Linked DNA regions of Oncorhynchus mykiss: region 2 is linked to region 1. The links are chromatin contacts, called in public Hi-C maps. All regions are on one chromosome and are shown on one strand. Each heading gives the region's core, a stretch centred on a gene start, on an enhancer-like site or on the middle of the called end of the contact. The rest is flanking DNA. Distances are from core to core; before and after follow the strand shown. Region 1 overlaps LOC110518297 (zinc finger protein 516). Region 2 holds the start of LOC110518348 (zinc finger protein 236).

The links. Hi-C and Micro-C count contacts between places; a contact is called where the count stands out from the background.
Region 2: a contact with region 1 is called in a Hi-C map of blood, with 5 times the contacts expected there. The contact joins the promoter of LOC110518348 here to the enhancer-like site in region 1. A contact is called at or near these places in 2 of 3 Hi-C or Micro-C datasets (blood and liver).

Annotation. Positions count from the first base shown.
Region 1 is chr3:31,377,280-31,380,656 of USDA_OmykA_1.1, reverse strand. All of the region lies in intron 2 of LOC110518297 (zinc finger protein 516), which reads left to right. Among protein-coding and RNA genes, the nearest start is that of LOC110518297, 40 kb to the left of the region's middle. Within about 2 kb of position 1,861, at least 7 of the 11 cell types and tissues checked have an H3K27ac peak or open chromatin away from gene starts, as enhancers often do. A contact at or near this core is called in liver, where this site is marked.
Region 2 is chr3:31,471,782-31,475,158 of USDA_OmykA_1.1, reverse strand. LOC110518348 (zinc finger protein 236) reads right to left here and starts at 1,875. Exons shown (of 32, transcript XM_036973840.1): 1 at 1,684-1,875. The coding sequence starts at 1,735.

The sequences.
Region 1 (3,377 bases), core at 612-3,111:
TACTGTAGGCGCTGGATATCTAGTCTCCTAGTCCCACCCAATTGTTAGCCTCTTGCAACAGACTGGAGAGCGCAAGGAAGATTTGGTTTCTGGGTTCCAGGATCACTTGTATGCCTGCAGTACATGTGGAGGAGAGGAGAGGAGCTACAGTGTCAGTCTCAATTGCCTTGACTGCTGAGTGGGAGGGAGGGAGAGAGCAAGCGAAGGAGGGAGGGTGCAAGCGAAGGAGCGAGGGAGGAGTGCAGTTAACGGCGGATATCCCAGCCAGTGTTTGTTTATGTCAGATGGATGTTATCCCCCCCCCCTCGTGGTTTCCCCTTGGCAGCAAAGCAGGTTTTGGCACCGACAGCTCTATGGGAACCAGGTTCTTTCCCCTTCTCCAACACTGACATGCACACCACCTACTGGTACTGACTTATGTGATGGTACATTTTTCCTCAGTAAAGAAGCCAACTATGTATGACTGAGATATGTGGTTGTCTCACCTAGCTATCTTGAGATGAACGCACTAACTATAAGTAGCTCTGGATAAGAGCGTCTGCTAAATGTCTGCTAAATGACTAAAATGTCAAATGTAAAACACACACATACACACACAGGGATTAGCCTCCAGCTCAACCCTGGCTGGGTGTTAGCCACTGCAGTATGTGGACAATAGGGAAGCCAAATGAAAAGCAGATGGCAATGGCATGTTCTAATTACGAAGTGTGTGTGTGTGTGTGTGTGTGTGTGTGCGTCCATTTGTTTCGGTGGGCAAGGGAGGTCTTGTACATCAGAAGGCACTGAGTGTGTGGACACATCCTTCTTAATTAAAGGGGGCAATCTGGAGTTGCTACATCCATTTTTGTAATGATATTTGAAGGATGTGTGCCCATTTTGATTCTTGAAGGATATAACTTATAAATGCCCCATGAGCTTAGTTCAACTCCGGTACCCCAGCATAACCCAGAATAGAAGCTTGCTTGACTCTAATGTTTGTAAAGAAAATAAACTTAAATGCACACTATAGCGCCAAAACATGGTTAAAACTATCATTTTGATGTCCTGGATGGTCAGTCCTTGCATCCATTGCTCTGTCTATGAATTTGAGAGTGGTTACATATCTCCAGTCCCATCTCCAGGGGCGAGGAGCACGCGTTGTTATTGTTTCAACTGCTGATTGCCGCCTTAAGGGGCCTCAGGAAGTATTACTGAACATTTGTGTGTGTTTGTGTTTCTTCCTGTATGATGGAGAGAGAGTGAGAGGTGGGGGATCAATGCTCTGGAGTAGTGTGGGTGTGTGAGTGTTTTTGTATTCATGTTTGTGTGTGACAGATTGTGGGGTTCTGTTTATGTGTGTTCAGGAGGGGACTCGGTGTATATATGCCACCGTGTGGTGAACATTGACTACTGCACTCTTCAAACCAGTAGAAATATACACTGAACTAAAATTTAAACGCAACATGCAACAATTTCAACGATTTCACTTACAGTTCAGATAAGGAAATCAGTCAATTGAAATAAACCCTAATCTATGTATTTTACATGACTGAGAATACAGATATGCATCTGTTGATCACATAACTTTAAAAAGTAGGAGCGTGGATCAGAAAACCAGTCAGTATCTGGTGTGACCACCATTTTGCCTCATGCAGCGTGACCGGGCCATCGAAGGTGAGCATTTGCTGACTGAAGTAGGTTGCAATGCTGAACTGCAGTCAGGTCAAGACCCTGGTATGGATGACGAGCAGAAATTCTTCAGTTGTGCAAACAGTTTCATCAGCTGTCTGACCTCGTGCTCCAATTGGTTTTGAGAACGAGGCAAGGAGAGGGGATGTGAGGTATCAATTCAGATTTTCTACATATATTCTTACTGTTTGGTATTTAGGCCAACACTGCCACCAATTGGTCATGAGGAAGCACAACACCCCCTTTTTCATGGAACATGACTCAATTCAACTTGTCAGTTACTATTTCAAGCAAATCTCTAGGCAGATTTGAACTTTTTTTAACTAGGCAAGTCAGTTAAGAACAAATTGTTATTTTCAATGACGGCCTAGGAACAGTGGGTTAACCGCCTGTTCAGGGGCAGAACGACAGATTTGTACCTTTGGGATTTGAACTTGCAACCTTCCAGTTACTAGTCCAACGCTCTAACCACTAGGCTACCCCCGCCGCTCAACGTTTTGCTTTTCACAATTTATGTAAGAATGGATAACGCAAGTCTTGCCGATATAGACTCTGCTCCTTCAGTGTAGCTCACTGCCCAAGCAAAGCGTCAACATATAAAATGACCTGTAAGCAGTGAGCGCTGTAAGCTATAACCCCCCCAGCAGGAAAAACAGAACCTAACAGGTGGCGGCTGGGGTGGTGGTGGGAGCAAAAGAAGCAAAAGCATACTAGCAGTAGCAGCAAGTGGTAGCAGGATATGTGAGTAGAACTGGTCAGCTTAAATAGACCGCCAAATAAGGAAGGCGTGATTGTTCCTAGCATCTAATTGGTGCAATCGCTGAGGCAGGCTCTCGGGTTCTGGCTTCGCTTTATTCATTTTTTCGGGGGGAGGTATCTGTACTTTACTTTACTACTTGTTTTTGTTGTTGACAACTTTTCCTTTTGCTCCACTACATTCCTAAAGAAAATATGTACTCTCTACTCATACCGTACATTTTCCCTGACATCCAAAAGTACTCGTCACATTTTGAGTGCTCAGGCGGGGGGAGCGATATGGTCCAATTCACGCACCTATCAATATAACCTTTTGTCATCCCTACTACCTCTGATCTGGACGGACTCACTAAACACAACCGCTGGATTCATTAGGATCAACATTAGCTGCTGGCCGGGCAGCCTGTCCTCTTCCTGGCGTCCAAACAGGAATAACACAACAGATGGCAACAAAAAACATTGTCTACATCATTAATGTAACAACACATCACACGGGACATTGTGCGCTATACAAATGTACACTGCTCCACCATCACACATTTACAATGTACAACGGTGTGTCTCTTTGTGCCACAAGGTGTTGTTTTATATGTTTTTAAAAATGGGATTTTATTGCTAACTTGAGCTACCTGATGTGAAAGAGAGTTTGTTGTAGTCATGGCTCTATTAGCTACTTTTTGTAATGTGTTGCCCCTGGCTGTCCGTAAGAAAATGCAAATAAAATGTCTTTGTGCCATCTGGTTTGCTTAATAAAATATAAAGAATTTGATGCATTTACTTTTTACTCAAAATGTACTACTTTTTCCACAAGATACTTTGACTTTTACTCAAGTAATATTTTTCTGGGTGACTTTCACTTTTACCTTATTTATAGAAAATGACTCAAGTATCTTTACTTTTACTCAGGTATGACAATTGAGTGCTTTTCCCACCACTTGTTGAATGTTTCAGAG
Region 2 (3,377 bases), core at 626-3,125, 94 kb before region 1:
TTCCTACTTCCACTCGCGCTACAACCAACACTGAGTTGTAATGAGTAGGAAATTGTATCAATAGGCTTGCATTATTATTAGCAGCTCGGGTCTTTAATTATTTTTCTATATCGAGGAATGTTTCACTTTCTACGTTCATAGGAGTAACATGAATTTGTGCATGAAGCAGAAATAATGCGGTGCGACTCTAGTCTCACCATCATCTAGAAGACTGTCACTTTTTGGTCAGTGTCAGGGGTGGAAAGGGAGTGGAGGGACATTGAGAGGCAGACCCTCAGTCTGCCCTCTCTCTCCACTGAGACTGGCCAGATGCAGGCACCATCAGCCCAGTACAATAGAAAGCAAATTATTTAAATGTATGCTCACTCAGCTGTACCTCAGAAGTAATACAACAACTGACCCTTACTGGTGTGATCCTATAGCTTATCTTATATATATTTTTTCTTAATGGTCCAAACAACAATGCATTGGCAGGGCAATTTAAGCAATGCAGTGATAATGTATTGGGCCTATAGGCTAGTGCACAAACCTCATTGCTACAGTACTGTTTTTAATAGGCTAATGTTGCATAGGCTTGCTTTTTTAAGTCATGTTCAGTGGTAGAGTGGTAGATCTCGCCTTGCATTTCGACTCAGAAAAGATTGGTGACCAAATGCACTAAACAAACCCACTGAATATTCCTGGGGTGTAATCATCACAACATTTGAACAAAAACTAGCATTTCTATTGGACCGGATCAGCAAATAGGGATGGACCTACCTGAATCTGACCAATAGAAACGCTAGTGTTCTAGTAGTAATGCTTACACACCTCATGGCCTAGCTGGTAGAACATACTTTACGCTAGCTAGTTCCTTGGACGAGTTAGTAGGCTGTCATAAAACTAAACGTGGAAAAAATATCTGATACTATAGCTAGCTCGTCTAACTAACGTTACTACTCTTACGAAACCAGCTAGCTAACTACCAGTTGACTTAATTCTGGCATAGGGATATTCTTCGGTTTTTTTTTTTTTTTTTTACAGCTGTATCTCGCTGGCAACGCGCTAGTTAGCAATAGGATGGCAACTAACTTTAATTTAGCCACATGCATAAAACCCATTCTCGTCTGATCACTCATCCTGAGTTGGATGCTAACTAGCTAAACTAATGTTAGTTAACTAGGGTTAACAGTAATAATTATAACTCGCTGATGTGGCAATCGAGCTGCAGCGAACTGAGACCGGATGGTGAAACACTCCACTTTCTTGATGGTTTGGCTAGCCGAGTGACATCTAGCTAGTGGTCTCCTCGCACACAAAAAATAAAAACAAAGGCTAGCCTGTTACCCAACTGCCTAGCACCAACATGCTAACACACGAGTCAGAAAAACACACCGAACTAACGTTACTTAGCCAAATTCTCTATATTTGAACTGACTCTACGGGAACTACTGCCTCACTGAAGTGTAAATTAGACTGAATCTGGATAAGTAGAGCCACCGAAATGTTATTAATATCATTCCGCCTCAATCACTACTTTACAGTACAAAGCCATGGACACCCGGAATACTATATCCGGGGACTATATACACTATACTCAAGTGAGTTTATCTCAGCTACGCAGCAGCTTGTCCATTCATTACGAACTTGTGTAAACAGCATGGTTGCTGCCTTTTTTTATTCGTGATATTTTGGACTGATTACCTGTTCCGTCGTTGGTTTTATCCCTCAGTTTGCGAGGCCGGCCCCGCGGCATAGTTCCAGGTTTCAGGGCGGGTGTACTGTGAACGATTTGGGTTTCAAAATGGCAACTGCCTCACCACGAGCACTTCGCGAACACACAAACTCTTCAGTGCGGTAGTAGTGCACGTCTAGCTAAACTACTTGTTGTGAGGCTCCGATGCATGGAGGAGGGAGACATCTAGCGTATATGGATATGCATTGTCTCAAAATAATAATCAATAATCATATCCTGCGTGTGAGTCAACTTTTTAATGCAGGCTTGTTACTCAATTATGAGTAATTTTAAAAAATATCCTTACAATATCCCGGCTACACCTACAGAGTTCGCCATAGTCTTTGATGCTATTCCATCTGGAACTCTCATGTTGTTTAGAGGTGTAGCCAGACCTCTTCTTCTTGACCTACCCTCGCTTAATCCAGTTGACTCTCCAATAGGGAAAATATGTTTCTCTTTGCTCCCTCAGAAGAACAGATCTATATGTGCTTTATTTCAAAGGGACATTGTATCCATTCCTTATGTCACAAGTTGCTGGAGTACATTGGTCACTAATATATGTTGGAAAAAAGTTGGGTTATTACCACACAAATATTTGCTTGTTAACAAGGTCAAAGAGGTCTCTTTCAGAATGATCCATAAGTATTACCCTGCGAATCGTTACCTGAAGAAACTCAAAAAAAGACATTAACATTGATTGTACTTTTTGTGTTGAGCATCCAGAAACAGTTTTGCATTTATTTTGGCATTGTCTACATGTAAAACAATTATGGAAAGATATTCATAGTTTTATAATTGTTAATATGCTTGATGACTTTTGTTATGGGAGAATGTGCTGCTCGGTTTCCTTTACTATAATAAAGATAAAGAAAAACAATTTTACCTCAATCTAATTGTGCTAATGGCAAAATGTCATATTCATGAATGTAAATTCACTAATAAAAAACACTTCCGTGTTTTCTATAAGGAATTCGAGCAGTACATTAAGACCATTCTACATTATTCTAATAGGAAAGCTGTTAAAACAATCAATATGGTTGTTTCTTTTAAGGTCTTTGTATAATCTGTAATTTGTTGTACCCTCTAGCATATGTTATCATTGTCTATTTGTGTACTTCTTGCATATATACAGACTATTCTAAAAAACAAAAAAATAATTATAAGAATAACGATATTTTTTTAAAAAAACACTGTAAAAGGAAAGGGGAAAGTCGTCGATCACCTGACACCATTCAAATCAAAATCAAATTGTATTCGTCACATGCAACTGGTGTATACTTTTAAAAGAAAAAAAATAATAGTCTATTTTTTTTTTCCATGTCCAATGACCGCATATAATTAGGCACTTTTATAAAGTAGGCACAATTCCTGTTCAAAATCATGCAAGAAAAAGCAAGGATATGCTGGGGGGAAAGCAACATTGAAGCATTAATACATGTACTAAGATGTATTATCTTCCTGTAGGCTAATGTGGTCTAGGCCTAACTGTTCCTGTGCCATGATTATGGCATTGGACATGTTATCCTCATAGGATTGTGGACTACATAGTTTCCGTGATGCAGTGCATGTAAACTCAATTCAATTTTATGTGATGAGCTTTAGAACTAAAATGCATAGCCTATATCTCTAAACCCTGTTCACTGCATATACTGTATATAAA